Linked DNA regions of Sus scrofa: regions 2, 3, 4 and 5 are each linked to region 1. Evidence: chromatin contacts called from public HiChIP or PLAC-seq data. All regions are on one chromosome and are shown on one strand. Each heading gives the region's core, a stretch centred on a gene start, on an enhancer-like site or on the middle of the called end of the contact. The rest is flanking DNA. Distances are from core to core; before and after follow the strand shown.

Region 1 (2,894 bases), core at 227-2,726:
GCTCCCGGGCGGTCTCCCAAGGTAGACCCCCAGAGAGCACAGGGCGACTGTCCAGATGGGAGGGACCAGGCTGAGGATCGCTGTGGCAGGCTCGAAATTAGAGGGAAGGGCCCCCTTCTTTGTGTGGAACATCTGGATATCATTTTTCAGGCTATTAAAAACACTAACTCTACTCTGCTCAATGCAGCCAATTCTTTTTTTTTTTTTTTTTTTTTTTTTTCCAAAAAGCACTTGGGGGACAATTCTAGGCCAAGCAGTTGCCCCAGATGGATCCAAATAATCAGGGGCTATATGATATGGTGAAGCTTCAAGAAGGGGCTCCAAAACTCTCTAACAGGCCTCCAGCTGCCACGCTCACCCCAGGCTCCCACCTTCACCAGTTCACGGGCAATGACGCCACCAACTGTACAGACTCCTGAGAGCGCCAGGCCTTTACAGTATATTTTACTTTTTGTTTTTGTACAAAATGTACAAGGCAGATGTAGAAGAGGTTCTCCCACATTCAAGGCTTTCCCATTAGGTTACTGAAAGTAAGCAGAAAACATAGATGGGCAGGGGCAGGGGGAGCACACAAGAGAACGAAGAAGCAGACTGGTAAGCACCAAAAACTTTCAATGGACTCCAAGGCCTGTGAACGAGCTCCGGCTGTGACTAAATGTTTTACAGCAGAAAGGAGGCTTATTCACCTGTGGTCCTGTTGCAACCACGTGATTAGATGGCAACCTGAGGCCAAGCAGCTAACAACAGCCTTCTCCCCACAAGGGGCCTGGGGAGCAGACAGGGGTGAAGAGTGAGCTTCTACCCAGAAGTAACCCAGACTAGTCAGAAGAGATCCAGTCCCTGCTCTGGGGAAATCCTGGCTAACGAGGAAGCAGATTCCAGCACTGGGGAGCTTCTGGCTTGATAGAAAAGAGTAATCACAGAGCAGCATGGGATAAACAATTGGAAGAGAAAGGAGGCCATAAATATTGAGAGGACACTGGAAAGGGCTGAACAGAACAGTTTATGCAGAAGGAGAAGAGTTGCTACCAAAGAAAACCCTCTCCAATCCAATGGCCTTACACAGAGGAAGCCCAGGTACAGATCCTGCCCAACCATCCCCAAATCTATGCTATTGCTTTGGGGACTGTGCTTTAGTCAAACCGTTTTGGACACATTTCCAGAGGGTAGGTATCAAAGAATTAAAATCTCACACATCCAATTAATCCCCAAACATCACCTTGTTTAAGGAGTGGAAATGTCTTCCTCTCCCAACTCTGTGAACCACCTATAATGGCAAAAACAGGTTCCTAAAATTTTCAGCCTAGTCCATGTCGGGAGAAAGTGATGACATTCAGGACATAAATGTCTACTGCAAATACACATCATCATCCAAAAACAAGCCGTGAAAAATCAAATATACAACCCTATATATGGCAGACTTGTGGTAAATTGCCTTATGCAATGTACCACACACCCCCTAACTCTTACTCATGCTTTGTCCTTAGGAATCAGTCAAGAGTATTGTCATCCCCATTATTCAGAGACCTCGCTTGACCCTGGTCCTCCTGGTTGCCTCAGCATGCAAATCTCCAGCCCTGAGGCTCAGACCCTCGCCTGTCTTGACCGGACTTTTCTAGGCTGCCAAACAATGTCCTGCTGTACGTCAAGGTGTTATTAATTAATGCTGATCTCACTCATGGCAGCTCTGCTGTGAAATGCCAGTCCTGTTAAGAGCTCACCATCAGGTCCTGTGCTTGTCTTCTAGGAGTTGTACCTCAGGACTAACCTTTATCTTCTCTTATGATACCAGAACATTGACAGACTCTCAAATGTCATAAACAATAATTTTCTGAAACTCATCTGCCTTGTAACTGAAACACATCATGAGCACCAGCCAATCCTTCTACAATAATATTGATGTAAGGGACAGGCACGCAAGGAAATAACAGGTATTTTTACCTCCAGATTTAAATGGAAATGTTTTGATATTGTTTCCCAGGTCAGGAGACTTATGTGATGGAGAACTTCACTGGAGCGTATGTTTCTCGCTCCCTTGAATTTTAAGAGAAACTTTCTCAAGGGGTCCAGGCAAGTGTTGCTCTAATTCTTTACATGGAGGAACATGAGTTCTTGTCTTGTTCATGCTTGGTAACCAGCAGCATTGCTCTTTGCACGGTGTTATGTACTTCCCCACTATAGCTGGACCTCTCCCCTTGTGACTCCGGCTTCTCCACAATAGATTGATGAGGGAGCCCATGATTCTCCCAATCAGAGAAACCTGAGACAGGCCCCAAATCAGGTTGCCTAGGGAACGGAAGCAACAGGTGCAAGGCATTCCTACCCAGCCCCAATTCCATGGCTGTCCAGCCCTCATTTCTCTTCCTAGAATGGCCTTGGTCTGTATTTGAGATAGAAGCTCTGGCGCTTGCTCAGGAAGAAGATGCCTCGGGACTTATTCCATGATGAAAACTAAAGTTCTTGAGGTGCTACTCCACAGGGGTCTGGTCTAGATTTTCTATGATAACTCATCTCCCCAGAGGAAATAAGCTCTCTGGTCACTGACCTGGCAGTTGGCAATGACTTTGATCAGGAGTGCCAAGGAAAACTCCCCACAAGATTGCTGTTCCTCCATGCAGCTTTGGTGCCAGTGCCACATGGATGGATCTGTCTGCCTGGTGGCCCTCTCATACCCACAGAGTGTAAACATGAAGAGAAGCCGTGTTCCCTGGGATCTGCATAGTGGATGCTTCAGTGAGCATCTGACCTGATTTGAGTCAGCAAAGGAGAATCTGTCAAACTAAATCGCATTTGGGAAATGTGGTGCTGTTTTTAGATTCTGACCTGGTAGAGTCCTTCCTGGGACCTAAGGGCTGAGGAAAGCAGGCTGAAAAGAACAAGACTCATTTAAGAAG
Region 2 (2,894 bases), core at 232-2,731, 230 kb after region 1:
ACAGCCCACTGAGATAGCGACTGGAATCCACACTTTAGAGATTGGTTCACAGAGGCACGGAGAGCTTAGCTGGTCCCAAGCCCACCAGCTGCTGACTGGGAAAACCAGGACTAGGAACCCTCACTGCCTTGAACACACTCCCCGTGACATGCCTGCCTCGGTCTCCTGCCATCACCATTCTAACCGTTTCAGACCTGGAGTCTCTCTAGCACCACGGACACGCTCTTTCAGGACAAACTCGCTGGCTAGTCAACAATCGGCCACTTTTTCCTGATGAGTCAGTGCCTCGGCTGCACTGGAGCAGTGGACCTGGCCTGCACCAACCCTCATGGCCCATCCTTTCTCTGCCCAGACAGCCTACTTCCCCATCTGCAGTCCTTTGACTTCTCAGTTCAACACCCTGGCCCTGGGGAGCGAGCCTCAAGACTCCACTCCCAGGAGAACCCTCCAGGGGGCGCTCTCATCCCCAGAGTCAAAGCTGGGCAGCGAGACTGGGAAAAATGACTGGAATAGAGGAACTAGTTCTGTGACCTGGACAAAAAGGTAAGCTTCTCTGAGTCTGTTCCCTTATCTGTCAAGAGGAAGAATGATAGAGATTTTTGTTCCTGGGTCTATGTACCACTTAGGGTTGCAGGTGAGGTGAGAAGGCCGCCAGAGATGTGCAGGGGACCTTCAGCCTGCCACTAGGGGGCTCCCTCTCAGGGAAGGGGCGAGCCCTGCAGCTGGACTGCGCACTGAAGGGAGGGAGGGCAGGACTTCATGGCAGGGAAGGGGAAGGGGCCTAAAATCCCCCAAGAGTATTACCTCTGGCCCGAACCCCCGGTGTTTGGAATTCAGTGCACCAATCTTTCTCAGCTCCTGCTGCAGGTAAAATTGTGTTTGTGTGTTTGGGGCCCTGTGGGGAAAGGGAGGAACGGTGGAAATGCAAGCAGCAGTCAGGTGGCTTAAATGAGCCATCACCCACTACACACCAGATTTTTCACATTCATGGCCTCCTTTAACCCTCACGTTACCCCCCTTTTACAGACAAGAAAGCAGGAGCCGTTCCAGATGTTTCTGCTCCCTCCCGCCCCCGGCGTGGTCTGAGTGAACCCAGGGACAGGGACAGGAAGAGATGCTCCCCAGGGACTCTGGTCCTGGCTGAGTCACCTGGCCTGGATGTCCAGTTCACGCTACCTCTATGTTACTCACTGACCAAGAATATGACTTAATTCCCCGTGGGCGATACCACCAGGCATATAAAGAAATGGGTGATGACCGTGACACAGAAGCTAAAAGCCTCAATTACCCTTCGCAACAGGAACCGGGGACATTTTTATGAAGAGAGAAATTTTTGCCTCATAAATCGCACTTGTGAGAAATCCAGCCCACGCTGCTGGTGACCTTGTCACATCTTCCACAGCCAGAGGCAGCCCCACAGATGGCGGGGATCACCTCAGCCTCACCCCTGCCATTAAGCCCAAGTATGTGTTCTAGAGAGTGTATGGGGGTCAGCCAGGGCTAGGATGAGGCCAGGATAGGCAGCCGGAATGCAAGTATATTCCCAGCTCTCAACCTGGCTCCCTCTGTTGGTCTCAACTGCAGGGCATGGGCATAAGAAGAGGGTCTTTAAAAAGTCTTCTTGACGGGGTCCCACCCCCAGAGATTCTGATGTAACTGGTCCAGGGTGGGCCTGGGCACTGGGAGCTTTAAAAGCCGCCCAGGTGATTCTGATGTACAGCCAAGTTGAGAGCTTACCCCTACCCTGCCCTGCCAGTCGATGAATCAACAGCAAGCTTTTAGCAAGTGCAAGCTGGTGGGAGGGGGGAGACCAGAAACAGGACACAGTTTCTGCCCAGGCTCATTTACATGAAGCCATAATGCGGACTCCCCACACCCCACGGGCAACAGAGACCCTGTGAAGAGGCCTGGGTGCAAGCACCTGGGGGAGCAGCTGCACCTGATCTGAGCCCAGAAGCTTAGGCTGTCTAAAGGCTCCCACCCATGCACACAACCACTGCGTGCTCCCCCGCCCCCTGCCGCGGCGTCCTCACAGGCGCATGCGTCATCTCCGTCCCGCTTTCTTACTCCTCCGACCTTCACCAAGCAGCCTGACTGAGCACACCCAGCTGCCTGAGGATCCCCTTTTATTCCACGGACAGACGTTTGCAGACGACTTTGGGCACGGACTGAGCACCAGGACTGCAAGGGGCAGCAGGCTGGAAGAAACAAACACGGGCGGGCAACAACAAGGCTCCTTCAAGGACAGTACAGCTCTTATCACTGACAGGTAGAATTCACTTAATGCGCTGCCTCAGGAGGCGCACACAGAGGCTCAAAAGAGTCTCCAGCAACCTGTGTTCTTCTAATGAAATCGAAAGCGGGTTCCATAGCGTTCCAGTTACTCTTGGGTATAAATAAAGAGTCCCATTTTCTATAACAAAAAGTCAGTTCACTCGACTGTCAAAGCCATAAACGCTCCCAGGTTCAAAGCCTCCCCTTCCCTTGGCCAGCAGATCAGCCCTTAGGTGGCTTGGGGGTCTCAGGGTCCCGTGCTGACATTCCGGGGGAGACTCTGCATGCTCTTGAGAAGCTCCCCAGGGCTGGGGGTCCCTGGACCTGACAATGTCTCCTACCAAAGCTGACACTGCAGCAGAAGCCCTGCTCAACATCTGTTTATTCATCCAGTATTCAAGCTTCTGTGGGTTGTTGATATTTGTTTTAATGAAGGCATTTAAGGATATAAATTTTCATTAGAGCACATCTTATTTTTTGTATGTTTTTACTGCTCTCCCTACTCTTTAGTACTGATAAAATTATTAGATGTTCAATGAGCAATTTATACAACCCAGAAAAGCAGTCATTAATTCATTAAACAACTATTTAGCCAATGGCTCCTGCATCCTTGAAATGGT
Region 3 (2,894 bases), core at 159-2,658, 200 kb after region 1:
AAGATCGCAGATGTGGCTGAGATCCTGCGTGGCTGTGGATGTGGCTGTGGCCAGCAGCTGCAGATCTGATTCGACCCCTAGCACAGGAACTTCCATATGTGCAGGTGCAGCCTTAAAAAGAAAAAAAATACATATATCATGGGAAGTTTCTTTGGTTGTCTGTCTCTGAAGGATGCAGACGTCGGAGCATCTTTTGGGGCTGGAGGGAAGAATCCAGGGAAGCAGGAGGTGAGACAGGAAGAGTCACATCCCAGTGCCAAGCACAGGAGATTTCCATCCCCACAAATGAGAGAATCAGGGAGGTCAGGACTGAGAGGGACGTGCACATTTAACACCTCTCTTCATGGATGAAGAAGAGGGCAGAGAGAGGAGTGGCTTGACCAGGCCCCCAACAGCTGTTTGCTAACATCCAATCTCCTCCCTCTTTCTGAGCGTTGGGACTACAGCGTGTTCCCTTGGCAAAGACAGTTATTGTTTTTTAAACTGGCTTTATTCATGTCTCTACATGTTTTAAAACGTCTCTTCTTCTTTTCTATTCCTGTGCCCTTTCCCGGCTTCCCTGGACACAGTGGCTCATGAACCCCATGAGCGGGGCTCCTGCCAAATGCGGCCAAGGAAATGGGAGCGGCCACTCGACCGAGCAGACGAGAAAGGAGGTGCTAAAGGGGTGCTGGTCCTCCAGCTCAGCCGGGACCAGAGCATCCCCACCCAACTCTGCACATTCCTCTGTCTCCAGCAGGAGCTAGGGGGTCTTGCCAAGTTCCTTGCCAGTATGGTTCTAAGTAAGATCCTGGCAATACTGTCACTTGCATGAGATTCGTCAGGCTACAGATGAGGAGAGCTCGGCTTCTCTGAATTGGCATGGACAGGTGTGCAGCTGACCTCTGCAGCTGCCCAAGTTGATGCTTTGGGGACACTGGAACGATCTCGGCATCTTCTCTGCAGTCCTGGCACTTCCTGATTTTGTGGGGTCTGACGGTGGCTTCCCCGACTGCCCTCATCTAGCCTTCCCATCAGTTGTGTAAGCCTCTAAATCCCCACTATGAAAACTCCATGTGCTTGGGGTACCCTGTGTATGTGGCTTCTGTTTCTCTGTTACCTGAACCCCAACTGGCACAGGTAATGAAGGCATGTCAAGTGATGTGAGGGAAAAAAATCCCTCTGGAATGTAAAAGGTTCCTCCTAGAAAGTGAAACCTTTGATGTAAAGTGAGGAATTGGCCCCTGGGTTTGTTTTTTGTTTGTCTAGTAGGAGCCATCGTGGGTGTGCGGCCTTGGAACCATGAGGTTAACATCAAAGCTCTCCTCGGAGACATGTTCCAGCCAGGAGAACCCCCCTGGCCCGCCCTTACCCATCACGAGATCCAAGAAATTGTGGCCAGCAGGGCCAGCTCAAGGGCGAGCCTGCCTTCCCTCCAGGTCTGCTGACACGCACGGGGAAAAACTAGAAGCCACAAGGGAGTCTGGAGTAATCTCTCTGAGTATGGCCATTCCATTTTGTAAGAGCAAGGGAAAAAAACAAGTTTACATTCCCTAATTTCTATTAAGAATGGGAACAAACGTTAATCAAGTACAGCCAATCTCTTAAGACAAGCTTCCGCTGATGTGTTGGGTAAATGATAACATTGGCTGTCTTTTATTAACATTTTCCTATGTACTACCTGAAGTTGTTTCGTACTGTATCCTATTTAATCTTCCCAACAATACCAAGGCGAGGGTAGCATTGCCCCGGTGTCATAGAAGCCTGACAGGTCAAAGCCGCCTGACTCCTGAGCCATCCTCTTTCCACTGAGTCATTCTGCTTCTCTTACTAGAAAAGAGGAAAGAGAAAGGCAGCAGAGGAGGAAGAGAGAGAGAGAGAGAGAGAGAGAGAGAGAGAGAGACGGACAAAGAGAGAAGTGAGGGAAGCGGGCCAGGGGTTATGGCGAAGTTGAAGAAACTTCTCACCACCACCTCTACTCAGACTGTGTGCTTGTGAATGTTCCCCCTGCTCCTGGCTGTACCAATGACCTGGGTAACCACTGTTCACAGCTCTTCAGCTGCTCCTTATTCTCAGGCTTCCTGAGCCTCCCATGTGAATGGAAAAGGCCACAACAATCCACTGGGTAAAAACTCTTTGGGCTGCCCCACTGGTGCTCAGAATAATGTTACACCAGAGGCAGATTCAATCAAGCAGATTAAATCAAGCCCTAATTCCTCGGTTAATGGGGGACAGGGAGCAGGTTTGCCCTTGTGCCATAGGGTAGCTGGTGGCAGCTGTCTTAGATACTCTTCTGCCTCTCTCTCCAGACTCTTCTCTAAGCACCCGCAATCCCACCCTGGTATCCCACACCCCCTACCCCTGGGCTTACGATCACGAGATAATGACAGTCTCAGAGGGCCCGTCCTTTCTCCGTGACCTGTGAAAAGGCATCTTGGTTGAGGACAGGGCAGGGGCTGGTCTTCCTGGAGCCCTCCAGCCACACCTTGGCCCTGGTCCCTCCCTGGTACATGCAAGGCCGGGCTGGGGTAGGGACGACCAAAGGGACACTGGAGAGCTTGTCCTTATGTCCTGAGATCCTGGATCCCTAGAGAGCCTGTGAGCCAATCCCTGCATTTTAGCAACAAAGAAACTGAGGGTCAGAGAGGTGAGGGCAGAAGCCCGAGGCCACACCGTCTGCACACTGCTCAGAATCCCGACACCCAGCCCAGTGCCCTTCCCTCTGGCAGCCGTGCGTCTCCCAGGGCCCCAGCGCCCAGCAAGCCAGTGAGAGCCTCACATGTGATTATAATTACCGTGGGCTTGGCCTGAGCCCAGCCACACTGCGAGCACATCCAGGACTGGTCGCGGGCCAAGTTTCCATCTCAGTAGAAAAATGACAAGGTTCAAGGGATACACGTTAATCCCAAACACAA
Region 4 (2,894 bases), core at 166-2,665, 190 kb before region 1:
TCACCCTACTTCCCAAACATTTAAAATAGGGTTAAACTCACAAAACTTAATTTACACTCAACTTTGTGGGACTCCCTCTGCTGCTAGTTCCCCCTCATCGGAGTAGAGGGATCAAAGAAAGAAAGCGGGCAGAAGTGAGGCCTCTGGTTCTGTTTGGAAGGTATAAGGACATAAAGGAGAAGGTGTAGCTCCTTGACCGTCTGCTCTGCCTGCCTGTGTCACATTCGCAAGCAGGAAGGGAGCCACAGCCTGACCAGGGCCATCGGCTGCACAGACCCTTTACTGGCACCTGCTGTGAGCAGGCAGTTGCCCTGCCCTCATCCTCCACTAGGGGGAGGACGAAACACGCACCAGATCATTGAACACAAAGCAGCCAGAGAGACACAAAGCACAGTTTCACAGGGGGTGGTAGCTGGGTTGGGCCCTAAAGGCTGGAGGGACTTTCATGGATGGGGCTAAAGAAGAGAGGATTCTGGAGTTCCCGTGGTGGCGAAGCAGAAACAAATCTGACTAGGAACCATGAGGTTGCAGGTTCGATCCCTGACCTTGCTCAGTGGGTTAAGGATCCGGCACTGCCGTGAGCTGTGGTGCAGGTCGCAGACGTGGTTCGAATCTGGCATTGCTGTGGCCCTGGCGTAGGCTGGCAGCTACAGTTCCGATTAAACCCCTAGCCTGGGAACCTCCACATGCCACAGGTGTGGCCCTAAAAGGAGAAAAAGACAATTTAAAAAAAGAAGAAGAGAGCGTTTTGTAGCCTGAGAAAACTGCCAGCAAAAAATGTTAGTAAGGCAGGAGAGCTAGGGAACATCAAGAAGCATTCTCTCTCTCCCGATAGATTACATGTGCTGCACAGGTAAGAACTAACTACATATGATGATCCTTGATGCTCTCCTCCTCGGTACCTAGCACAGGGTCATGAACCTGGAAGAGGCTTGTGAAAAATTGTTTGGGGCAAATTTCTTAAAAAGTCAGGAGCTTCCCCCAGGGCATTAATGCAGGCATGTTGAAAGGAAACTGAAGTCCTAGTACATGAATGTGGTGTCAGTTATCAATTTATTTCCTCTCAGCTGTAAATCCACCCTTAATTACCCAGCTCCTGATACTGAAGCAAAACCTCATAAGCATTTCCCCTGCCAGCCCATGATATTAAGTTTTGTCAGTAGAGGGCGCTAGAGAGCCATCAGAGGAAGAAGAGGCTGCTTTTTCATTTTTTCTTACTCCCACAAAGCTGGGCTGGCACACAAGGTGGTACTCACCTCCAGAGAGTTTCAGGGGCTTCAGGTTTTGTTCGTCCCAACAAGTTCCCCAGCTGAGGTTCTCCAGTGACTTCCTGGAAAGTTTAACACCATCTTCTAGGCAGCTTCTGGGTGAGTTTTGTTGGCACCCCAGTGGACAGCGTCCTGCTTGCCAGTCTAGATCTGCTTGACCTTGACCTCAGCGAACTTTTACACATTCAGTGGCTCCATCGCCACCCTCTCTAATGAGACCTGAATTGCAGCCTCTAGGGGGCACCTCTCCCAAATTCATTCCATTTTTATTTAGAGTTCTCTTTACCCCTAAGGAGCCAATCCTCTGTCACTAGTTAATGGTTCTACCTTCCTTGTTGGAATTACTGTATGGTTTCTGTCTCCTGATGAGACCCCAACTAATTCAACACTCATACACATGCTGTTGGGCTGCACCCCACGGCCTGCAAGCCTTCTTGTTGCCCAGCCTGGAGACCAAAGAGGGAGCCTGGAAAGAGCAACAGTTTAATGGTTTCTTGGTTTATTTACAGGGGAAGGGGACCCAAAGGAGGGGATTACCATTTATAGAGGGAATTGATGTCAGGTTGGCTCATCCATTACCAGGGAAACAAGCAGCTGGGGCACATCCCTCTCAACCTCTTCGGTTACCAACCAACATGAGGGCAGATGTTTCCTTTAATGAACTAGAAGGTGGAGCTAGATTAGAACAATCACTAGCTGGGGCAGGGGGCAAGCACACTGGCAGTTACTGATTAAGTTTCATGATTAAGAGGGCTGGGTAGTCACGTGAGAAGGGCACAGGCAAAGCAGGGACTGGTTGGGCAGGGGCGGTAAAGGAGCAAGAGGACAGCTCCTGAGTGACCTGGACATCCACACGCCTTCACACACGTCCCTACATATGCCCAGGAAGGGCTGTGCTCAAGCAGCCCTCCTCAGTCGGATTTCCCCCCAAAATCCCTGAGCACGTAGGTCACTGCTTCCTCTTGAACATCCACTCTACGAGCCAGGGTTCAGTCAGGAAAACAGAAACTGTTGTGGTCTGTGCAGGCGGGTCAGAAAGAAGAATTTTCCAGCCTAGCGAGGTGATGAAGAAGAAGAGTTTATTGAGATAAGAAACACTGCTAGCACAGTGGGCCAACTTCCTGGTGATGCGAGAGAGCCCATCCGACCCCCTCCACCCCGGGCAGGGTGCATGGTGGTGTCTGTTTTTACAGCCCAGGGTAAGAGGAGAGGTCTTAGGATACATCTGCTGACCTGCTGATTGGATGGGGTAAGAGGGGTCTTAGGATACACTTGCTGGTGGGTTGGGGGTATATGAGGGCCCTGGAGGGGCAAGGTGAGGAGTGGACCACATACCTTTCTTAGGAGAGGGCAGGAAGGAGAGGCCAGCTTGCTCGAGGTGGGGGAGGGAGCATTACAATGAGATAGGTGGGGTAATTCTTGTCTTGGCCAGAGGCTTTGAGTTCTAGCTCCTTGAAGCCCCCCCAAAAAACCACTTTCAGTATTTCCAACAGGAAAGGCTTTAATACAGGGACTTGGGTGTTTAAGTCCTGGCTTTACCTGATCCTAACTGTGTCACTATAGGCAGGTGACTTACCCTTTCTGAAACTCACTTGCACTTCTAGGAAGATAGGGATAATAGCAGTA
Region 5 (2,894 bases), core at 104-2,603, 180 kb after region 1:
AGTAGGTTAAGAACCTGACTAGTATCCATGAGGACAAGGGTTCGATCCCTGGCCTCACTCAGTGGGTTAAGGATCTGGTGTTGCCATGAGCTGTGGTGTAGGTCACAGACGCAGCTCATATCCCACGTTGCTGTGGCTGTGGTGTAGGCTGGAGGCTAAAGCTCAATTTGACCCCTAGCCCAGGAACTTCCATATGCTGCAGGGGCAGCCCTAAAAAAAAAAAAAAAAAAAATCATGCTCACCTTTCACAGCCCTGCCCCTGCCCCATCTCCACCTGAAGACCTTCCATTGCCGTCATGGAACCCACTTGTACTCAGCACCATGGAGTTTAATGAGTACAGTAGAGCCTGCTATTTGTGCCTCAGCATTCATTTTCCCCTTCTTCCTTGGTAATGGAACCCTTAAATTTTAGTGGGGTACATGGCTGCCTGGATGATAGCTTGTATTTCCCAGTTTCTATGTGGTTAAATGTAGTCAGGTTCTTGCCAATGGATATAAACAGGGTGTCATTTATGATTTTGGAGGAAGGATTCATAAAAATAGAGATGTCCTTTTTCTTCCCTCCTTTCCTACTTTCTGCCAGCTGGAATGTGGACGTGATGGCTGGAGCTCAAGCAGCCATATGCGGGCCATATGATGGATGCCAAGTTTGTGGTTGGCAAAGCAGCATGACTCAAGGAACCTAAAATCCTGATGATCATGGAGCTACACTACAATCACTAGGCTATTTACTTCCATACTTTGTTTATCTGCAGGGTTAGCAGACTTCCATTTTGTTTAAGCCATTATTATTTTGAGTGTTCTATCATTAGAGCCAAACAAAATCCTACTTGGTACAAAGCAACTACTAACAATTTTGTATTGAGCACCCGGAAAGAAAGGAATTTTATTTTTTTATTTTTTTGGTCTTTTTTTCTTAGGGCTGCACCCGCAGCATACAGAGGTTACCAGGCTAGGGGTCAAATTGGAGCTGCAGCTGCTGGCCTATACCACAGCCATAGCAATGTCAGATCCAAGCCACGTCTGTGACCTACACCACAGCTCTTGGCAATGTTGGATCCTTAACTCACTGAGTGAAGCCAGAGATTGAACAACTGGACCAGGCACTGAAGATTCAGTAGTAAGACAAACTCTTTTTCTGCAACACATTGACTGTCTATTGGGAGAAAAATACAAGTAAATGAAAATAACTTGCAATGTGATAATAATGCTTTATCATCATTTTAAGATGGCTTCATTTGTATGAAACACTGTTTTTTATGTACCATCAAGAAAAGTAACACTGCCATTCAACTGAGACAGGATGCCTTAGTAATTGTCCCATGTGACGCATGAACCAGTCACACCAACTTCCCATTACTTTGAAATATTTTATTATCTATGCCAAGGGGTTTCATAATATCTCCAGCCTTCAGTTGCCTTGCTTCAAATGTGGCAGTCCATCGTTCGCGAAGTATCTCATTAACAAAATATAACACAGCTTCATCTATTTGTATCTGCCTTTCTGTCCCATAAAGCACTTGGTTGTTGCTTTGGAAGAAGCACAGACTATGGGGATTCCTCTGATGATGAATATCTGCTTCGTTTATATTGCATTTTTGCCTTGTCACTCTGTTTCATGTCTTTCTTTGCACTCAACATTTCATTCCTCTGCTGAATCACAGCATTCTTTTCCGTTTTTTGTTTTTTTGTTTTTCTCTTTTTTCCTTTTAGGGTCACACCCAAGGCATATGGAGGTTCCCAGGCTAGGGGTCCAATCAGAGCCACAGCCGCCAGGCTATGCCACAGCCACAGCAATGCCAGATCCGAGCCACATCTGCAAACTACACCACAGCTCACGGCAACACCAGATCCTTAACCCACTAAGCAAGGCCAGGGATGGAACCCGCAACCTCATGGTTCCTAGTTGGATTTGTTTCCTCTGCGCCACGATGGGAACTCCTGAATCATGACATTCTTAAAAGCAGTTTGAATGATAGTTAAACTCAATAGATAAAATTTTAAGAATGCATAAAATTCTACTAAAGAACAATTGCCAAGTTCATACTCAAGCAAGCAGTGATAATGATATGGGGCTGAGAAACAGTGATTATGAGATGCTTTTGATTGTAAGCACAGCTCCATCTCAGATGTGAAGATGTGGGTTGGGGGGAGTACATCTCGAGGCTGAACAGGGAGGAATGGGGAATGACTGCTTAATAAGTATGGGGTTTCCAGAGTTCCTGTCATGGTACAGTGGAACCAAATCCAACTAGGAACCATGAGGCTGTGGATCCGATCCCTGGCCTTATTCAGTGGGTTAAGGATCCAGCATTGCTGTGAGCTATGGTGTAGTCGCAGACACGAATCAGATCCCGAGTTGCTGTGGCTATGGCGTAGGCCAGCAGCAGTGGCTCCGATTAGACCCCTAGCCTGGGAACCTCCATATGTCATGGGTGCGGCCCTAAAAAGCAAAAATTATATAAATAAAAATAAGTATGGGGTTTCCTTTTGGGGTGATGAAAATGTGCTAGAAATAGATAATGACGATGGCTGCACACACTGTGAATGGAATAAATGCCACTGGATTGGTGTCTTTTTAAGTGATTAAAACAGTAAGTTTTACATTATGTAAATGTTACCACAATACAGAAAAAGTCTTATATTTGATGAAAATGGTAGCTGCTTTTATTTAGAAATTCCAAACACTTGTTCTAAGTACATTATATCCATAAGCAATGAAATCCTGCCAATAACTCTCTACCATAGCTAATAATAATCACTAACACTGACCATGGACATGTCAGTGACTCAGAGGCTTACAGGCACCAGTTCACTTATCCCTCACAACCCTATAAAGTTCAGTCACTTCTGCCATAATGTTTGTTTTGAAATACAAATTTGTTCCCATACGT

The links. HiChIP or PLAC-seq counts read pairs in DNA pulled down with a chosen protein or histone mark.
Region 2: a contact with region 1 is called in an H3K27ac HiChIP or PLAC-seq map of alveolar macrophages. The contact joins two enhancer-like sites. A contact is called at or near these places in 1 of 5 promoter capture datasets (fetal skeletal muscle), 8 of 47 Hi-C or Micro-C datasets (blood, brain, epiblast stem cells and 4 more) and 2 of 2 datasets of contacts at active chromatin or transcription factors (alveolar macrophages and skeletal muscle).
Region 3: a contact with region 1 is called in an H3K27ac HiChIP or PLAC-seq map of alveolar macrophages. The contact joins two enhancer-like sites. A contact is called at or near these places in 2 of 2 datasets of contacts at active chromatin or transcription factors (alveolar macrophages and skeletal muscle).
Region 4: an H3K27ac HiChIP or PLAC-seq map of alveolar macrophages shows a contact between it and region 1. The contact joins two enhancer-like sites. A contact is called at or near these places in 1 of 5 promoter capture datasets (liver), 21 of 47 Hi-C or Micro-C datasets (alveolar macrophages, blood, brain and 12 more) and 2 of 2 datasets of contacts at active chromatin or transcription factors (alveolar macrophages and skeletal muscle).
Region 5: an H3K27ac HiChIP or PLAC-seq map of alveolar macrophages shows a contact between it and region 1. The contact joins two enhancer-like sites. A contact is called at or near these places in 2 of 2 datasets of contacts at active chromatin or transcription factors (alveolar macrophages and skeletal muscle).

The regions. Positions count from the first base shown.
Region 1 is chr3:93,880,048-93,882,941 of Sscrofa11.1, reverse strand. It overlaps a transcript of SOCS5 not described here. Among named protein-coding and RNA genes, the nearest start is that of SOCS5, 27 kb to the right of the region's middle. Within about 2 kb of position 1,476, at least 9 of the 83 cell types and tissues checked have an H3K27ac peak or open chromatin away from gene starts, as enhancers often do. A contact at or near this core is called in alveolar macrophages, where this site is marked.
Region 2 is chr3:93,653,893-93,656,786 of Sscrofa11.1, reverse strand. LOC110260019 (a long non-coding RNA gene) reads left to right here. Exons shown (of 3, transcript XR_002342725.1): 2 at 353-543; 3 at 1,027-2,894. Among named protein-coding and RNA genes, the nearest start is that of MCFD2, 34 kb to the right of the region's middle. Within about 2 kb of position 1,481, at least 9 of the 83 cell types and tissues checked have an H3K27ac peak or open chromatin away from gene starts, as enhancers often do. A contact at or near this core is called in alveolar macrophages, where this site is marked.
Region 3 is chr3:93,684,490-93,687,383 of Sscrofa11.1, reverse strand. No RefSeq gene overlaps it. Among named protein-coding and RNA genes, the nearest start is that of MCFD2, 65 kb to the right of the region's middle. Within about 2 kb of position 1,408, at least 29 of the 83 cell types and tissues checked have an H3K27ac peak or open chromatin away from gene starts, as enhancers often do. A contact at or near this core is called in alveolar macrophages, where this site is marked.
Region 4 is chr3:94,072,737-94,075,630 of Sscrofa11.1, reverse strand. ATP6V1E2 (V-type proton ATPase subunit E 2) reads right to left here. Exons shown (of 5, transcript XR_002342728.1): 4 at 1,257-1,330. Among named protein-coding and RNA genes, the nearest start is that of TMEM247, 7.2 kb to the right of the region's middle. Within about 2 kb of position 1,415, at least 2 of the 83 cell types and tissues checked have an H3K27ac peak or open chromatin away from gene starts, as enhancers often do. A contact at or near this core is called in alveolar macrophages, where this site is marked.
Region 5 is chr3:93,704,335-93,707,228 of Sscrofa11.1, reverse strand. No RefSeq gene overlaps it. Among named protein-coding and RNA genes, the nearest start is that of MCFD2, 85 kb to the right of the region's middle. Within about 2 kb of position 1,353, at least 4 of the 83 cell types and tissues checked have an H3K27ac peak or open chromatin away from gene starts, as enhancers often do. A contact at or near this core is called in alveolar macrophages, where this site is marked.